5 separate regions of the Mus musculus genome follow, and regions 2, 3, 4 and 5 are each linked to region 1. Evidence: chromatin contacts called from public Micro-C and promoter capture Hi-C data. All regions are on one chromosome and are shown on one strand. The core of a region is the stretch at or near the end of the contact, and the rest is flanking DNA. Distances in the headings are between cores, read along the strand shown. Region 1 holds the start of Ap3b1 (adaptor-related protein complex 3, beta 1 subunit). Region 2 holds the start of Zbed3 (zinc finger, BED type containing 3). Region 3 holds the start of Wdr41 (WD repeat domain 41). Region 4 overlaps Arsb (arylsulfatase B). Region 5 holds the start of Otp (orthopedia homeobox).

What was found. Promoter capture Hi-C pulls out the DNA fragments that hold promoters and counts their contacts. A called contact is a pair of places that touch in the nucleus more often than the background predicts.
Region 2: a promoter capture Hi-C map of pre-B cells shows a contact between it and region 1, with 3 times the contacts expected there. The contact joins the promoter of Zbed3 here to the promoter of Ap3b1 in region 1. A contact is called at or near these places in 6 of 39 promoter capture datasets (3T3-L1-derived adipocytes, the C10 cell line, cranial neural crest and 3 more), 5 of 115 datasets of contacts at active chromatin or transcription factors (astrocytes, embryonic stem cells, forebrain and 2 more) and 1 of 9 other capture datasets (embryonic stem cells).
Region 3: a contact with region 1 is called in a promoter capture Hi-C map of pre-B cells, with 3 times the contacts expected there. The contact joins the promoter of Wdr41 here to the promoter of Ap3b1 in region 1. A contact is called at or near these places in 5 of 39 promoter capture datasets (the C10 cell line, cranial neural crest, embryonic stem cells and 2 more), 1 of 484 Hi-C or Micro-C datasets (embryonic stem cells) and 5 of 115 datasets of contacts at active chromatin or transcription factors (astrocytes, embryonic stem cells, forebrain and 2 more).
Region 4: a promoter capture Hi-C map of hippocampal neurons shows a contact between it and region 1, with 3 times the contacts expected there. The contact joins the enhancer-like site here to the promoter of Ap3b1 in region 1. A contact is called at or near these places in 5 of 39 promoter capture datasets (the 3T3-L1 cell line, hematopoietic stem and progenitor cells, hippocampal neurons and 2 more) and 1 of 484 Hi-C or Micro-C datasets (psoas muscle).
Region 5: a Micro-C map of embryonic stem cells shows a contact between it and region 1, with 2.0 times the contacts expected there. The contact joins the promoter of Otp here to the promoter of Ap3b1 in region 1. A contact is called at or near these places in 4 of 39 promoter capture datasets (embryonic stem cells, hippocampal neurons, neural stem cells and 1 more), 2 of 484 Hi-C or Micro-C datasets (both in embryonic stem cells), 3 of 115 datasets of contacts at active chromatin or transcription factors (embryonic basal ganglia, embryonic forebrain and embryonic stem cells) and 1 of 9 other capture datasets (embryonic stem cells).

Annotation. Positions count from the first base shown.
Region 1 is chr13:94,357,534-94,360,457 of GRCm38.p6, reverse strand. Ap3b1 (adaptor-related protein complex 3, beta 1 subunit) reads right to left here and starts at 1,498. Exons shown (of 27, transcript NM_009680.3): 1 at 1,227-1,498. The coding sequence starts at 1,354. Gm9776 (predicted gene 9776) reads left to right here and starts at 1,535. Exons shown (of 1, transcript NR_045619.1): 1 at 1,535-2,924.
Region 2 is chr13:95,323,282-95,326,205 of GRCm38.p6, reverse strand. It overlaps Zbed3 (zinc finger, BED type containing 3), which reads right to left and starts at 1,381. Exons shown (of 2, transcript NM_028106.3): 1 at 862-1,381.
Region 3 is chr13:94,974,776-94,977,699 of GRCm38.p6, reverse strand. It overlaps Wdr41 (WD repeat domain 41), which reads right to left and starts at 1,356. Exons shown (of 14, transcript NM_172590.3): 1 at 1,111-1,356. The coding sequence starts at 1,161.
Region 4 is chr13:93,837,854-93,840,777 of GRCm38.p6, reverse strand. All of the region lies in intron 4 of Arsb (arylsulfatase B), which reads right to left. Among named protein-coding and RNA genes, the nearest start is that of Mir5624, 49 kb to the right of the region's middle. Within about 2 kb of position 1,502, at least 139 of the 459 cell types and tissues checked have an H3K27ac peak or open chromatin away from gene starts, as enhancers often do. A contact at or near this core is called in hippocampal neurons and second pharyngeal arch cranial neural crest, where this site is marked.
Region 5 is chr13:94,874,089-94,877,012 of GRCm38.p6, reverse strand. It overlaps Otp (orthopedia homeobox), which reads right to left and starts at 1,377. Exons shown (of 3, transcript NM_011021.4): 1 at 1,207-1,377. The coding sequence starts at 1,243.

The DNA of each region.
Region 1 (2,924 bases), core at 249-2,748:
GTTAATCAATAGAGTCAAATCTTAATCTCAATTTCAGCTACTAGCACCTGGGAGGCAGAGGCAGGAGAATGGCAAGTTCCAGTTTGAGGCCAACCTGAGCTACAGAACAAGATTGTCTCTAACCACCTTCCCCACCAATTATTATTTTAGTTACACCTCTTAATATCCATAAAACTATCAACCAAGTTTCCTTACCTTAAGTGGGTAGAATCTAGTGATAGTCTATTATGTTTTACTATACTGCGTAACAATAAGAGAACAAAAATTTAAAAAGAATGTGTAATGGCATGGTGGTGTGTGCACTGGAGTAGCAGAGGCAGGAGGATTTCTCTGAGTTTCAGGCTAGCCTGCTCTACCTAGTGAGTTCCAGGCCAGCCAAGGTTACACAGTGAGACCCTGTCAGAAAGAAAAGGGAGGGGAACGACAAATAATCTAAGTTGTCATAATTCTGTACATTTATCCACAGCCCATCAACACGCCAAAATGTAAAACCCAAACTAAAACAGAACCCGCTAAGGATGTTTTCAATTCTTGGCGGTATTTGACGCGAACCATAAGTAACTTTTTACAAAAATCAGTATACACGGTTGGTGCTTATTTTTAAAATTCATACTATTTGTAAAGAACTAGAACTGGGTTTGGTTCACAACAACACTCTATTTAAATATTATCTCAGTGCTTCAGTGGGGGCGGGGAAGTACCCTGGTGCAAAGATCATCACATGAAAAACGCCAAAGGTGGTAGAAAAAATAAGTTTGTCATTTATACAAAACCCCCAAACCACCGCTTAGTCCCTACATTATAGGGTCCCAATAAGCAGCAGGCCCACTCCCCACTCCCTTCCCCAAATACCCTCGTCACCTTTAAATAAATGACTTTCTCGAGGTCTGATCCTGTAGACCTCAAATTCACTAGAAGTTCAAAATTCAAACTCCTGTGCGCAGCCCAGATCAACTCAGTCAACGGTTTGGGAAGTGGAACCTCGGCTCACCAACTGGTTTGCTTTTTCCCCCCCACACACACCAAAGTTTGAAGACCACAGGCGCCGCCTTGGGCGTCCCCAGACGTCCCCAACAAGCCCCGCACCCGGCGGGGCCACCCCCACCCACCCACCCACCGACCCACCGCAGCGGGGGCGGCAGGGAGGTTCCCCAGGAACCGAGAGCAGCCCGGGCGGCCGCCTCGCGTCCCGGCAGCGCTCCCGCACCCCGAACCCCGGTCCTCACTTCTTCCAATCGCTGCTGAAGAGGCCGAAGGCGCCCGAGGGAGAGATGGTCGAGGTGGCCTCCTGCCCGAGCTCCGCCGCCTCCCCTCCTCCCGACTGCTCGTTGTAGGCGAAACTGTTGCTAGACATCGCGGGCGGTGCTGGCCAGCAGGCGGGTGCGGGAGAGAGCGTGCGGGGTCCTCTACGGATGGCTGGCGTTCGGAGGACACCGAACCAAACTAGTTCTGGGGCGGAGGGGGCGCGCGCCGGCGCTTCCGGGCTCGTCACTGCTCCGGCTGACCGGGCGGCCCACCCCCTGCGCGTGCGCACTGTGTCCGTGCGGGCCCGCGCCTGCCGCTCCCGGTGCGCTAGATTGTCGCGCTCCGGGTGTTAGGGGCTGCCGGGAAGCTACACTCGGGACCCTTAACAGGAAGCTGGGGTTTTGCACCGGGTCAGCCGGAGAGTCGTGGGCACGTAAAGAACTGGATATGAGGCCCTTGGATGCGTTTTGGTGGAGGAGATCTCAGATCCTCCAGGGTTCGTTGCTTCTCTTCTGCTGTCCACTGATCGCTCCCCGATGGCTCCTGAAACGCGGTGCACAGGTCGGAAGAACTTGGCTTCAGCGGCCACAAGCTCTCAGCCCTCGAGGCTGGCTTCCGCCCCTCTCACAGCCAGAGTGGCCTGACGTTCTAGACGTGAAAGCTCCTCCTTCGGAGGAGGCTTTCAGGATCTGCGCGGAGGCGATCATCCGCCTGCAAGCTTTGCCTAAGTTTTTCCTGGGGCCCGAGGTTCTTACTTGAAGTTCGAGGCTTGCGTCCTGCCCGCAGTCAGCTGCCGCGAGCTAAGCCTGGGCCAGAAGCTGGAGTGCGCTCTCCTCCGAGCGCCGCCTGCTTCCACTCTTGGGCAAGTGGCTTTCCAACAACACCTAAGCAGCAAGATGGGATGGTTTCTGGCTGCAGAACTGCAACCCTTCTGTCCCGGGCAGCTTTCCAAGAGGACCCTCACCAGCCTCCCTGGTGACTACCGTTCCTTCGTTCCTCTTTCCCTACACATGCGGTCCAGAAAGGACTGAATACCTGCAGCCCTGCAGCAAATCACCAAAACCCAAGGGTAGCACCAGGCAAACACCAAGGTCCCACCAAGATTTCTCGACTTGACTGAAAGATTGCGTTGTCTCTCGGAAAACACGCTCCTCCTTAGTGCTAGGAGAGAGAGGAGCAATCAGCCTCCAAACTGACCAAACGTTGGCGGTTAATTAGCTTTTCAATACACCTATCCAGACAGTGTTCGAGCATCGCAAATATGTTTCTTCCCAGTGTTGATGATATTGATAGATTTGTAGAATCTCTCCTACGACTGACTGATCGATGGTGATGATACATAACAAGGTGTTATATGATGCTTAGCTTATACCCCAGACACTATACTAAGTGGTGTGCATGGATAAATTCATTTACTACGGGAAGACACTAGGCTTTGCTTATTTTGTCAAGTAATGACAATGTGAACACATCCTCAGTACAAAATATACCTGAGTATATAATTGTTTTTATTTTGGAATGTAAACGCTTTTACTAGATATTCTAAATTGCTCTCCTACCATTTACGTATGAGAGGGATTTCCTCACATTCTCATAATTTTGTCATAATGTGATATAGATTTTTGTGTTCTAATTAATTTTTATATTCATGTTGATAATGAATATGATTATCTTTCATG
Region 2 (2,924 bases), core at 132-2,631, 970 kb before region 1:
GAATCACCAGGAATTTAATCCCATGAATTTAATCCAAGCCCTTGGGAGGCAGAGGCAGGTAGTCTCTGTAAGATCCAGGTCAGCCTGGTCTACACAGGCAAGTTTCAGGTCACCCAAGGAAACAGACCCCGTCTTAAAAAAAAAAATAAAATAAAAAATTCAGAACACCACTAATTATCTCAACTCACGAAACTATTCAACAGCTGTTCTAAACACCTTTGGAGCTCAGCAATGGCAGGTACTTTTTTTCCAATGAAGGAAAATCCTATTCTTTTTAGTAAAGCTTTAAGCCGGCCACAGAAGGCTTGCACAACCAAAGGCTCCAGTGAGCCAGGCCCGGATCAGGAAACTCTTTTGTGTCCAGTGGAGGAGGAGATTCTGGTTTACTCTGGTTTACACCGGTTTTCTTACAGCCCCCCCCCCCCCCTCCACACACACACACAGGTGGGAAACATTAACCAAGTCGCAATTAGCGCATGAGGCTCAAAGTCACTCTCCACCGAGGCAACTTTACGGGGACAGTTCCCCCTCTTCCCCACCCCCCACCCCCCGGAGCTGGTTAACCAAAGAGAGCGGAGACGCTCCAGAAGGTTCCGGAAGCCCGCAGGCTGGGCCCCTCCGCCAAGCCTGGGGTGGTAGGCATCCCCTGCAGACCCCGCGGCTGCGACCCTGGATCCCACGGCCTAGGGGCTCCCGAAGTCCCCGAGGTCCTGCGTGGCGTCCCCCGCACCCCTCCACCCCGCGGTTTCTCCGATCCCGGACGTCCCCGCGGGCCCCTGAGATCACTGCAGCCCCTGGTGTCCCTGCGGTCGCTCCCGCCAAGCCAAGCCACGCCACCGAGCCCCAGCCAGCCACGCTCACCCGGACGCCGCGATGGTCGCCCCTCGCCTCCGGGCTCCTCGCAGACATTTTGTCCTGGACGGAAAAGGCCGATTCCCCCTTAAAGACACAGCGCTCAATTTGCGCGTCTCGGGGCGTCCATGGGGGGCGGTGACGCGTGGTCTGGACGCCGGGGCGCCGCTGCTAAACCATCCGGTCCGGGAGGAGTTTAGAGTAACGGATGGAGAACTAGTTTAACGAATTGAAATCTGTCGGAGGTTTTTAAACGGTGCAATAATAGCGCAGGGATGCTGAAAGCGTTTTAACCGTGGCTCTGCACGTTTGCGCGTTAACCTTCCAAGCCCTTGGATTCAGCGGGTCCAGATCCTCAGCTGGGCGCACTGCTCGCTCGCATTCTTACAGATTAAGGCCTCTGATATGGCACTAGTCAGAAGTCCTTGCAATCAAGGTCTTAGGAGGAAAAGGTGTCCACCCAAACCACCAGCACAGGGAACTACCTTTGTCTTCATTATATTCAGTTAACAGCGTCTGCGTGATTTACAGTTACATCAGCCGCTAGCGGCTGCGTTCTAAGGCGGGTTTCTGCATTCCACGCTCCAGGTGGAAAGAGAAACCTTTTTCAAGACCAGCCCGCTGAGGTGCGGGCGAGAGCCTTGGGGCTTTGCAGGCTGACGGGCAATCCTGTTGTGTAGCGTTTTGCTGTTCCAGCCGTTCAAATATTCCCACCATACAGATTTTTAATCTATAAATAGTCGCAAGGAAGTGACTTGCCAAATTCAAGAACGCACCAGTTAGCTCTTAACGCACAGCTGGCACGTTCTGCCCTTCATTCATAAAAACAAAACAAAAGTCACTAATTTGTTGCTTTTTAATTTAGTGTTTTTGCGTGGTGGTGGTGGTGGTGGGTGTCTGTGCATGCATGGGTGCAGTGTCAGTGGAATCCAGAAGAGGGCGATGGATCGGCGGTAACCGACTCCCCGCCCCCCCACCCCAATCATCTCTTCAGCCCACATACTGCTCTGCTCACATTCTATTAGTCAAAGTAAGTCACATGAACAATGGGCACGAAGCCTTGCTAGAAGACAATAAGCAAAAAGATATAAATGTAAAAAAAACAAAAAAAAACAAAAAACCAAAAAACCAAGAAATTCTTTTGTAGGTAATACAATCCATGTTAACTGCTTTGGTTCAAGTGGCGCTGGGGAGGAGCACCTTGCTCATGCAGAGCACGTGTTTTGCAGTGGAAATATTATAACCCTCCTCACTTAAACACACACACACCTGATAGACCTATTTGTTGACTTTCTTCTATGCCAAGAATTTCAGAGAAAAGAAAAATCTTGTTGGGTATCACGAAAGGAATACTTTTGCAATGGCGAGATTATTAGATTCCCCTCTTTCAAGATTGACCTAAATGTTTTCATACAATATATTTTGATCATATTCTTTTGTAACCCAGCAAACCAGTAAAACAAACAAACAAATGAACGAAAACACATTTTAAAAAGTGTGTAAGGATTCTCTAGAGTAACAGAACTTACAAACCGAATTCCTCTCTTTATATAGAGAAAGGGGGAAGTTTTAGAATGACTTACAGGCTGTGGTCCAGCTAACCCAACAGTAGCTGTCTATGAATGGAAAATCCAAGAATCTAGTAGTTGTGTCTCAGCTGGTCTTCAATAGAAGCTGGAATCCTGCAGGAGTAACCGCCGCCGCTGGCGATGGACTTGCCAGTTAGGCCAGAGTACAGTGGCAAAAAGCAAAAAGCTGTCTTCTCCCGTGTCCTTATATAGGCTTCCAGCAGAAGGCGTGGCCCAGATTAGGGGTGGGGTTTTTCTGGCTCAAAAGATTAAAGGTGTGTCTTTTTACCTCAAAGATTCCTGATTAGAAGTGGATCTCCCCACTTCAAATTAGGTAAAAATCCCTCACAGGTGTGCCTTTCATTTTGGGGTTTTAGCTAGTTTCAGATGCAGTGAGGTTGATAACCAAGAATAGTCATCACACATGGAGACAGTTTTGTATTGGCCAACTACCGTGAGCATGAGGCCCATCCTGGTGTGGGTTGGTAGACAATATCTCACTAT
Region 3 (2,924 bases), core at 107-2,606, 620 kb before region 1:
CAGCAGCCTGTGCTAACGACACACACCTCGTAACTTAACTCTACAGGGGAAGTCTCAATTGGCCCCCTTTCTGGAGGCAAATTCAGTACAATTTCACCATAAGAAGCTTTGTTCTTAACCAAGGTTTCTTAAGTCTGACAAGCGAGTTTGGACTACGTTAAGTTTCTGTTCCTGAGACCTCTCCTGGGTGTTAGGATAGACAGCAGCATCCTTCTTCTATACACAGTGCCCCCATCACACCTACCCATGGCCAACAGTAGACACTGTACTATCCTCTGGGGACAAGATTACCCCAGGACTGAGAATCACTTAGACTGGAAGGCTGACTGTAATTCATAAGTAATGTTCTCTCATTCATTAGGAAAAATCACCAGCTCTTATAGTGTACATATTCAAGGCAGTTACACAATTGAAGTACTTTTGTGTGGAAAAGAAAACGTAAGATCCAGCATGCTATCCCATGGTGATGGTTTTGCATTTATCTGGTCTCTTTTCTAGCTGTCACTCAATTATGTGAGAGTTTTACCAGGTATGACAGAACTGAATAAAATAGTGTATTCACTAAATAAGCAAATAGTCAAATATATGTTATGTGTCCATTCAATAATCCACAATTCTTCCATAACCCTAAGGACTTCAAATTATATAAAATAAGTGATTTAAAAAAATCACGTGTCAATGTCAAAGCTATGAGGAAGTTAAAACTGCCAAGTTTGCAATAATCCAAACTGTAAAATGCTTCCTATAAGGAAGGAAGTGTAACACAAATTGTTGTGTGGCACATGAAGTAAATTTCAGATGTCAACATTTTTAAGGTGACAAAATTATTTTTTCAATGTGACGATGAGACCATACATGTACTAAATAAACAGAAATCATTTTCTCACTTAGCTTCTCGGAAAGCAACTAGTTAAATTTACGTTCCTTAAGCAAATTCGAGTCCCGGCTGAGAAGACTTATCGGTTCAAATAAATCAAGAGTGGCAGTCACTCCTGCTGGTTTGTAGTTAAGTCCCAGTTTCTTAGCAGAGGCCAGGTGGCCCTGAGCAGCCGCTTCCGGCGCTCGCCGCAGGCCCCGCCCCGGCCCCGCCCCCGGGCCCCCGCGCATTACCTCGGCTAGGCCCTGCGGCTCGCGGCCTCCTCCGATCAGCCAGCGCAGCATCGGGCCGGGGCGTCCGCGGCCCACGGAGCGAGGGCCGCCGCGGCGCAGGTGCTGGGGCTGCGGCCGAGTGAGCCTGGGGCGAGGCAGCGGGAAAACAGAAGTCTCGTTGGGGCGCCCGCACTGAAGGCCGCGACGGCGGAGGCGGAGGTTCCGCGTCCCCAGTGAGCACGCGCGTGGGCGCCGCGCGGTTGGCGCAAGAGCTCAGGTCGCTCGGGCGCCCCCTAGTGGGCGTGCGCTGCGGCCATGTCGCCGCAGGACCAGCGCTTGTCTAAATCCTGTGTAGCTACGGCGCCCCTTAAACACACTAGCAAGTCTCCTGGTTTCCCAACAGCCAGATGGAGAGGGTGTGCCTGCAGTAGACTTCTGCTCCTGGACGAATCTAGTGGCGTTCTTGTACACCAAGCAGCCAACATTGTGTGCCACAGAATAAGGACTGTACCAAACCCTAACGCCTCCCTTTTTACAGACCAAGAAACTGACCCGCTTAAAGATTAAGTAATGTGTCTAAAGATAAAAGCCAGCAGGTGGCCATGATGGAATTAAGACTTGCTCGGTAAACTTCAAAACCGGTTCTTACACATTGCCTGGACTGTCTTCCAAAGCAGGAAGTATAAAGCGAAGGAATCCGTTCCCTGGCTGTGCTGCTGAAACATGGAGCGACATTTCTAGCTCCAAACATTCTATGTCAGCCTCTAAATTTTCTTAATAGTTACACGACTGGTTATACAACCTGGCTTCGTATCAAAAATTACCTGGACACTTTTGAAAATGTAGACTAGGAAAAGCAATCTCTAGTTGGCACATAGAAATCAAAGTTTGAGGGGACTAATATCCAATATATATATAAAAAACCCAAGAAGGTAGACTCCAGAAAATCAAATAACCCCATTAAAAATGGGGCTCAAAGCTAAACAAAGAATTCTCATCTGAGGAATACCGAATGGCTGAGAAGCACCTGAAAAAAATGTTCAACATCCTTAATCATCAGGGAAATGCAAATCAAAACAACCCTGAGATTCCACCTCTCAACAGTCAGAATGGCTAAGATCAGGTGACAGCAGATGCTGGTGAGGATGTGGAGAAAGAGGAACACTCCTCCATTGTTGGTGGGATTGCAAGCTTGTACAACCACTCTGGAAATCAGTCTGGCAGTTCCTCAGAAAATTGGACATGGTACTATCGGAGGATCCCACAGTACCTCTCCTGGCCATATATCCAGAAGATGTTCCAACTAGTAAGAAAGATACATGCTCCACTATGTTCATAGCAGCCTTATTTATAATAGCCAGAAGCTGGAAAGAACCCAGATGCCCCTCAACAGAGGAATGGATACAAAAAATGTGGTACATTTACACAATGGAGTACTACTCAGCTATTAAAAAGAATGAATTTATGAAATTCCTAGGCAAATGGATGGATCTGGAGGGCATTATCCTGAGTGAAGTAACTCAATCACAAAAGAACTCAAATGATATGTACTCACTGATAAGTGGATCTTAGCCTAGAAACTTAGAATACCCAAGATATAAGTTACAATTTGCAAAACACATGAAACTCAAGAACAATGAAGACCAAAGTGTGGACACTTTGCCCCTTCTTAGAATTGGGAACAAAATACCCATGGAAGGAGTTACAGAGACACAGTTTGGAGCTGAGACGAAAGGATGGACCATCTAGAGACTGCCATATCCAGGGATCCATCCCAAAATCAGCCTCCAAACGCTGACACCATTTCATACACTAGCAAGATTTTGCTGAAAGGA
Region 4 (2,924 bases), core at 253-2,752, 520 kb after region 1:
GTTAGTGTTGTGGCAAGGGGAGACAGGTTCAGTCTCCTTTCCATGAACACAACTAGGAGAAGCCTGGCCCAGGGACAAATGCATGGCTGTACACAATCAAAAGCCAACAAGGCTACATAGAAAGATCCAGCGCTGAGAGCTGGGGTAACATGCAGGCCAGGCAGCTCCATACTGGACCTTCATAGAGACCAAAGGCATATCCACTGGGGCCAAGAGACCTTGACAAGGTAATTATTTTTCTCCAGTTGGTTTTGTCATTTAAAAAAATTATACAGTGAGATTATTTTCCTAAAAGGAAAGTGAGAGGCAGTTCCTAGGGGCATTTTTTTTTTTTTATTACTCCTGACCCTGCTCTCCTCCCTGTCTTTGCACATGGCAGAAAGGGTTTCAAGGACTTTGGCTCAGCATGGGGAGGAGTGGCCCAGCTCTGAAGTGAGTCATGGCTATCTTCACTAGGGAGTCTTGAGTTACCAGAGACAAGCACTCAGTGGCTGCTAGCGTTGCTTCAGCTGAGTCAAGCTTTGGACGTTCATTTCTTATATTGTATCTGGGTTTGCCCAACAGATCATAAAGTCTTCATCCTAGGAGAGAATCTAGTTATATTATATCTGGGTTTAACCCTACAGATATGAAGTCTTCATCCTGGGAGAGAATCTAGTTATAGTTAAAAAACACTTTTTTGTTAAGCATTTGGAAGGTCTCTGTGGAGAGGCCCTGCTAGAAGTTGGCCCCACAGGGGAGAGGCCACAGTTAAGCAGTTGCACAGATGGCCAAGAGGAGCAGAAGAGGCCAAATCTATTGTGAATTTTCACTTGCAGCTGTATGGAAAGCAGTTATGATGGCGAGTCAATTGCTGTGGGTTTCTAGCTTTAAATTCAGGCACAGGAAGCAAATGTTTTCAAATGCCGAGCATACAGGGAGATTAAAGGACTGGGGACAGGTTTGAACCCACAGAGCCTTTCACTGGCAAGTGAGAGGGGTCTCTGTTGACAGGAAAGTCAAGTGTGGTAGCTGGCATAGAAACCAACCTGACAGATCCTATGTGTTTTCCCCAGGATAGATATTTTTGCTTCTGTCTAGTAAGGCTTTGTGTTGGGGTTCTGATTTCTCTTTTCTGCTGTTCAGATCCAAAGTTTATGCTTGCCAACCACTCTGGGTCACGTATGAATGGCAGGACTAGTGGCTCTGTCACGCATGCGCCATTTCAGAGTTTTGTCTGGAACTCTCCCTGTGCAGTAAAAAATCGAGCGTCTTCTGACCCCCTCCAACACCCTGCCCCCATTTCCACCCTCCATTTGGCCCGCTGCTGGGACTATAGTCTATCACTTATCTAACATAAAATAAACAGAACAATCTGGAGCTAATTTAGGTGGTTTGCCATATCAGGATACAGCTGGGAAAGATTTTAAGAAAAGGCTGGACAGGAACAATAGCGCTGTGAAGTGGAGCAGTGTGGAGAGCACAGGAAGGCAGTTTCAGACAGCCTGGCAGACAGCTGTCAGCCACTCCAATAACAATCCCCAAAGCCAATGAAAACGGGCAGGCTCTGTGCAGGGAGCTCGGCCCTGCAGAACACCAACAAGGAAAACAAGGGATTAGAGGGCGTTCTGACTTAATGGTTAGGAGTTGTCAGGGCCACCTGTCTCCCGGGAGCCCTTCACCAGGGCTCCTGGCCAGCAAGGCCTGAAGAGGAATCGCAGAGGAGACCTTCCATTTCTCTATAATTCTGGCCAAGATTTTTTTTTTTAAGATGCATGCATACATACTGGCTTTATCCTGACTTATGAATTCAGCAAGGCCCACAGCAGCACATCTGTTTTTGACATCAATTTCTCCTACTCTGCAGGATGGTTGAGGGTTTTGGTTTTTTTTTTTTTTAACTCTTTGGGGGCCTCTGGCTAGACCTTAAATTTCCTGGTGCAACTTGACAGAGGTGAAAGGGCTTGAGGGAGCTAAACAAAGCTGTGTGTTGTTCTTGAAAGAATTTGTGAGTGCTTTATATTAAATCAAGAGAAAAGAAATAAAAAGAAAAGAAAAGAAACCACCTCGGACCAAGCTCTTGACAAAGATCCAACCAGTTAGAGATGCTCTGAAGTCTAAAGGTAGCAGAGAGGTTCCTGCCAAGGCACGGGTCAGAAGCACCACGATTGGCTCTCTGTCAACTCTCGCCACTTGGCCAAGGCTTCTGGGTCAGTTTCTGCACCTAAGGCCAGGCGACATTTTCCCCTTCTCCATCACTTAATTCCTGACATAAGCTCATACGCTCTCCTTCCAGAAAGTGCTCTGTTTAATGAAGAGTTCCCTCTGGCTAGAGAAATTTTTGGGAAAACCCCACTTGTTTAAGAGGGATTTTTAAAAAGATAATATAGATTTCCTATTCTAAAGTAACAAAACAGCATCTGGGAGGTTTAATAGAAAATAAACCAGCTCGGAAGAAGAAAAGAAACAAGGGTTTTATCAGTGACCATCTCTCCATTTTAGCTCATGTCTGTACATCACAGTACATCCCTGAACTAACAGGTACTCATAACTCCATGGCAATACAAGCTAAGCCTAAATGTTCACTGTAGAAAGAAGCTTTTGAAACACAGAAAACAATGTGAAAACTTCTGGCAAGCAAAAGAATAGGCTGGAAAATATTTCTTTAAAAAAAAAAACTATAACATCCAGGGCTGGAGAGATGACTCAGCGTGTAAGAGCACGTGATGCTCTTCTGCAGGATCCACACTCAATTCTCTGCACACTGGGCAGCTCACAACAGTCTGTAATCCTAACTCTAGGGGAGTCGCCATCTTTTTCCTGCACCGCAGACACTGGACTCATGTACAGAAACACAAACACAAAGACATACACTGTGCTGGCTCCCTTATATCAACTTACACAAGCCAGAGTCATCTGAAGGGAGGGAACCTCAATTTTGAAAA
Region 5 (2,924 bases), core at 128-2,627, 520 kb before region 1:
TGCGCCCACGCTTGCCCCGAGGCGGAAACTGCCTGGTCCTCAGCCCGGTTTCCCAGGAATTGGACAGCTAGGTTGAAATAGCATCTCCTGGCCTCCTTCTCTCCACAGCCCGCTCTGGTGCTTCACAGCTCCGGCCTTCGTGTCTCCCACAAAACAAAACAAAAAACAAAACAAAAACAAAAACAAAAAAACCACTCCCAGGCCTGACAATGAAACACACCCGAGTCCTTTCACTAACTGTAACCCTGGTGTCCCAGGAAACCTTGAGAAAATTCTTAGTCGGGTGGTGCGGGAGAAAAAGAAATCAAGAGAGAGCCTTTGGAGGCTGCTCCTCCTGAGCAAAGGCGCTAAATGAACTCTGGCCAATTCCCTCTGACTTTCGGAAGATGAATATGTCTCCAAGCCTTCCACCTCTCAAAATAAGCCCAAATCAGCTCCGCCTCCCCCTCAAATCAGAGAAAGTGTTTGGGAAACGGAGTCACATCCATCACTAAAGCTCCCCAAGCCTGAAGCCCAGAACTTGGTAACCCAGATAGCTTCAAAGAAATTTAAGTAAACTCTATAGCCATAACAGTGAATCAAACTTTAGAGAATTCAACTTTTCTCTCCCGAGAAATAAACGGCTCGTCCCTCCCCGTCACTGGTAACACCGAGTCCCTTGTAGAAGGCAGGGATGCCCGAGAGGATGAGTTGGGCTTTTCTTCTCAACCAGCACACTTAGCAAATCCACCTTCATACAGCGGCTTCTCCTTCACAAAGGAGAAGATTTTTTTTTAAAAAAAGAAAACAAATTTAAGCACACTTAGAGGAGAAGGTGATGATAGAAAGGAAGAAGGGGAAAAAGGGATGAAAGAAATTCCAAATCAAAGCAAACAAGAGTGGAAAAAGAGAGAAACACCTCCAAACAAATTATCGCGGGCTAGAACTCCTTCCAAAAATAATAATATTAATAATGAAGGGGAGAGAGAAAGAAAAAAATAAGAAAAACAAAAAGGTGTCAGCATCCCCAACTCCGTTTTGTTTTGGAATCTACATATTCCATAGATTTTTTTTAAGACGATGTTAAATCAAATTAAACTTTAATACAGCACAATTACTTTTAAAGAAATTAGTCCATTTAGGGCGCATTAAGGTAAAATAAGGAACAAATTGACAATTTCCTGCCCCGGCTTCTCCTGGCTGCCCGGGTGAGAGGCGCTCACTCACCTAGCCTGGCGTCCAGGAGGTCGGCGTGAGACAGCATCGCGCACCGCTCCAGGGCGAAAGCTGTTCCCCCCCAAATTTTAGCGGCTTTAAGTTATTTAAAATAGATATAAGCTATAAGCTATACGATATAGATATATATAGATCACCTAAATGAAAGAAAATTCGGTTTGTGGTTAAAAAGGGGGCTTCTTGCATTATAATGTCCTTTAGAGAGACGGGGAGGTGCTTAACAGATGAATGAACCCGTGAGCAGCTCGGCGAGGGGACCAATCAGGAGGGCAGCCTGCAAATGTCAGCGCCCGGAGAGTCCCCCACTCCGCCCGCCCGCCCGCCTGCGCCTGCCGGGAGGAGGCGGCGGCCGCAGCCCAGGCAGCTCCAGCCTCCAGCAGCCGCTAAAGCAGCAGCGGCCACCTTGGCCTCGCCCTGGGCCTCTGGGCCGAGCCTCGGTCAGTTCTTCCCAGAGATTTTCTCCGGGCACATCTCCCCTTTCCTTGTCCTGCCTTGCTCGCTTCACAGGCTCTGTGTATCAGAGCTAGGGTGTCCCTGGAACGGGGGCAGTTCAGACACCAAAGCAGGACATGACCTCTGCATGACCTGAGAGTCGCCACCCCCAGCCCACACACATCCCACCGCACCCGCGCCCCCGCTGCCCCTGCTCGTGCCAGCTAGGGGACACTGGACCGCGGTAGTCAAAGCCCTAGCTCACCAGGCAGCCAAGCTACCATCTCTAGAACGACCCTAAATTTCTGCCACTGTTCTGCAGGCCTTCTCTAGAGACCCAGACTCTGGCCTACTGAGCCCCAATCCCATTGCAAGCCTAGAAAATAAAGAGGAAGTTGCCCCCCCACCACCACCCCGCCAAGGTCCCCTGTCCGCTTTGGGGGAGGGGGAGACTTCATGAAGTGAGCCTTCCTCCAGAACTCCAGAAGCTGCGTTCCAGGGCCACCTGCCCGATAGGCCTACACTCTCACCCAGGTCCCAACCTGCTCTTTCGGTCAAAGTTTCTAAGTTCAGCTAGACGACCAAAGCCACTTAAGGCAGTAAATAAAGTTAACCGCTCTTTATTTTCCTCTTGGATGTGTTAAACTACTTGAACAATTTAAAGTGCTTTTGCACAAGTGAAGCGAACCATTTCTAATGTTCTGATTTTTCAGAGCCAGCCAACAACAAAGTTTAGATTAGTAATATATTTCTAACCAGAGTAATTTTCAAGATCATTAGGCATTTATGTAATTAGTGCCAAATCTATAAGCTTTTATTACGATTATTAGAGTAAAATCAGTATAAATTTGTACTAATTTACTACTGTTTAGACTTGGCTGCCAAGCCCAGAGGTTCTTATTGTAAATGATAACTGAGGAAATTAAGTGCAAAATTCTGTACCGTTTCTGATCTGCTCCCAAACAATCCGTTTCAATTGTATTTGCAGCAGAACATGATGCCCCTTTAAAGTTATTTGACTTGTATTTTTATTTGCAACACAAGAAAAATGCCCTCTACCCAAGGCAAAATGAAAACTGATATTTACTGCTCCCAACTTGATTAACATTGATTTTTAATTCGAGGGTGATGCAATTAAGATTATTCATTTAGTGCAAATAAAGCTTCCACAAAGGGTGGCCCTCTGAAGTCTGTTTTAAATAATACCGAACAAATGGCTTTTTTTGTTCGTCGCCCAATTGACTTACACAAAACATTGAAAATGCTGCCCGAGAGCA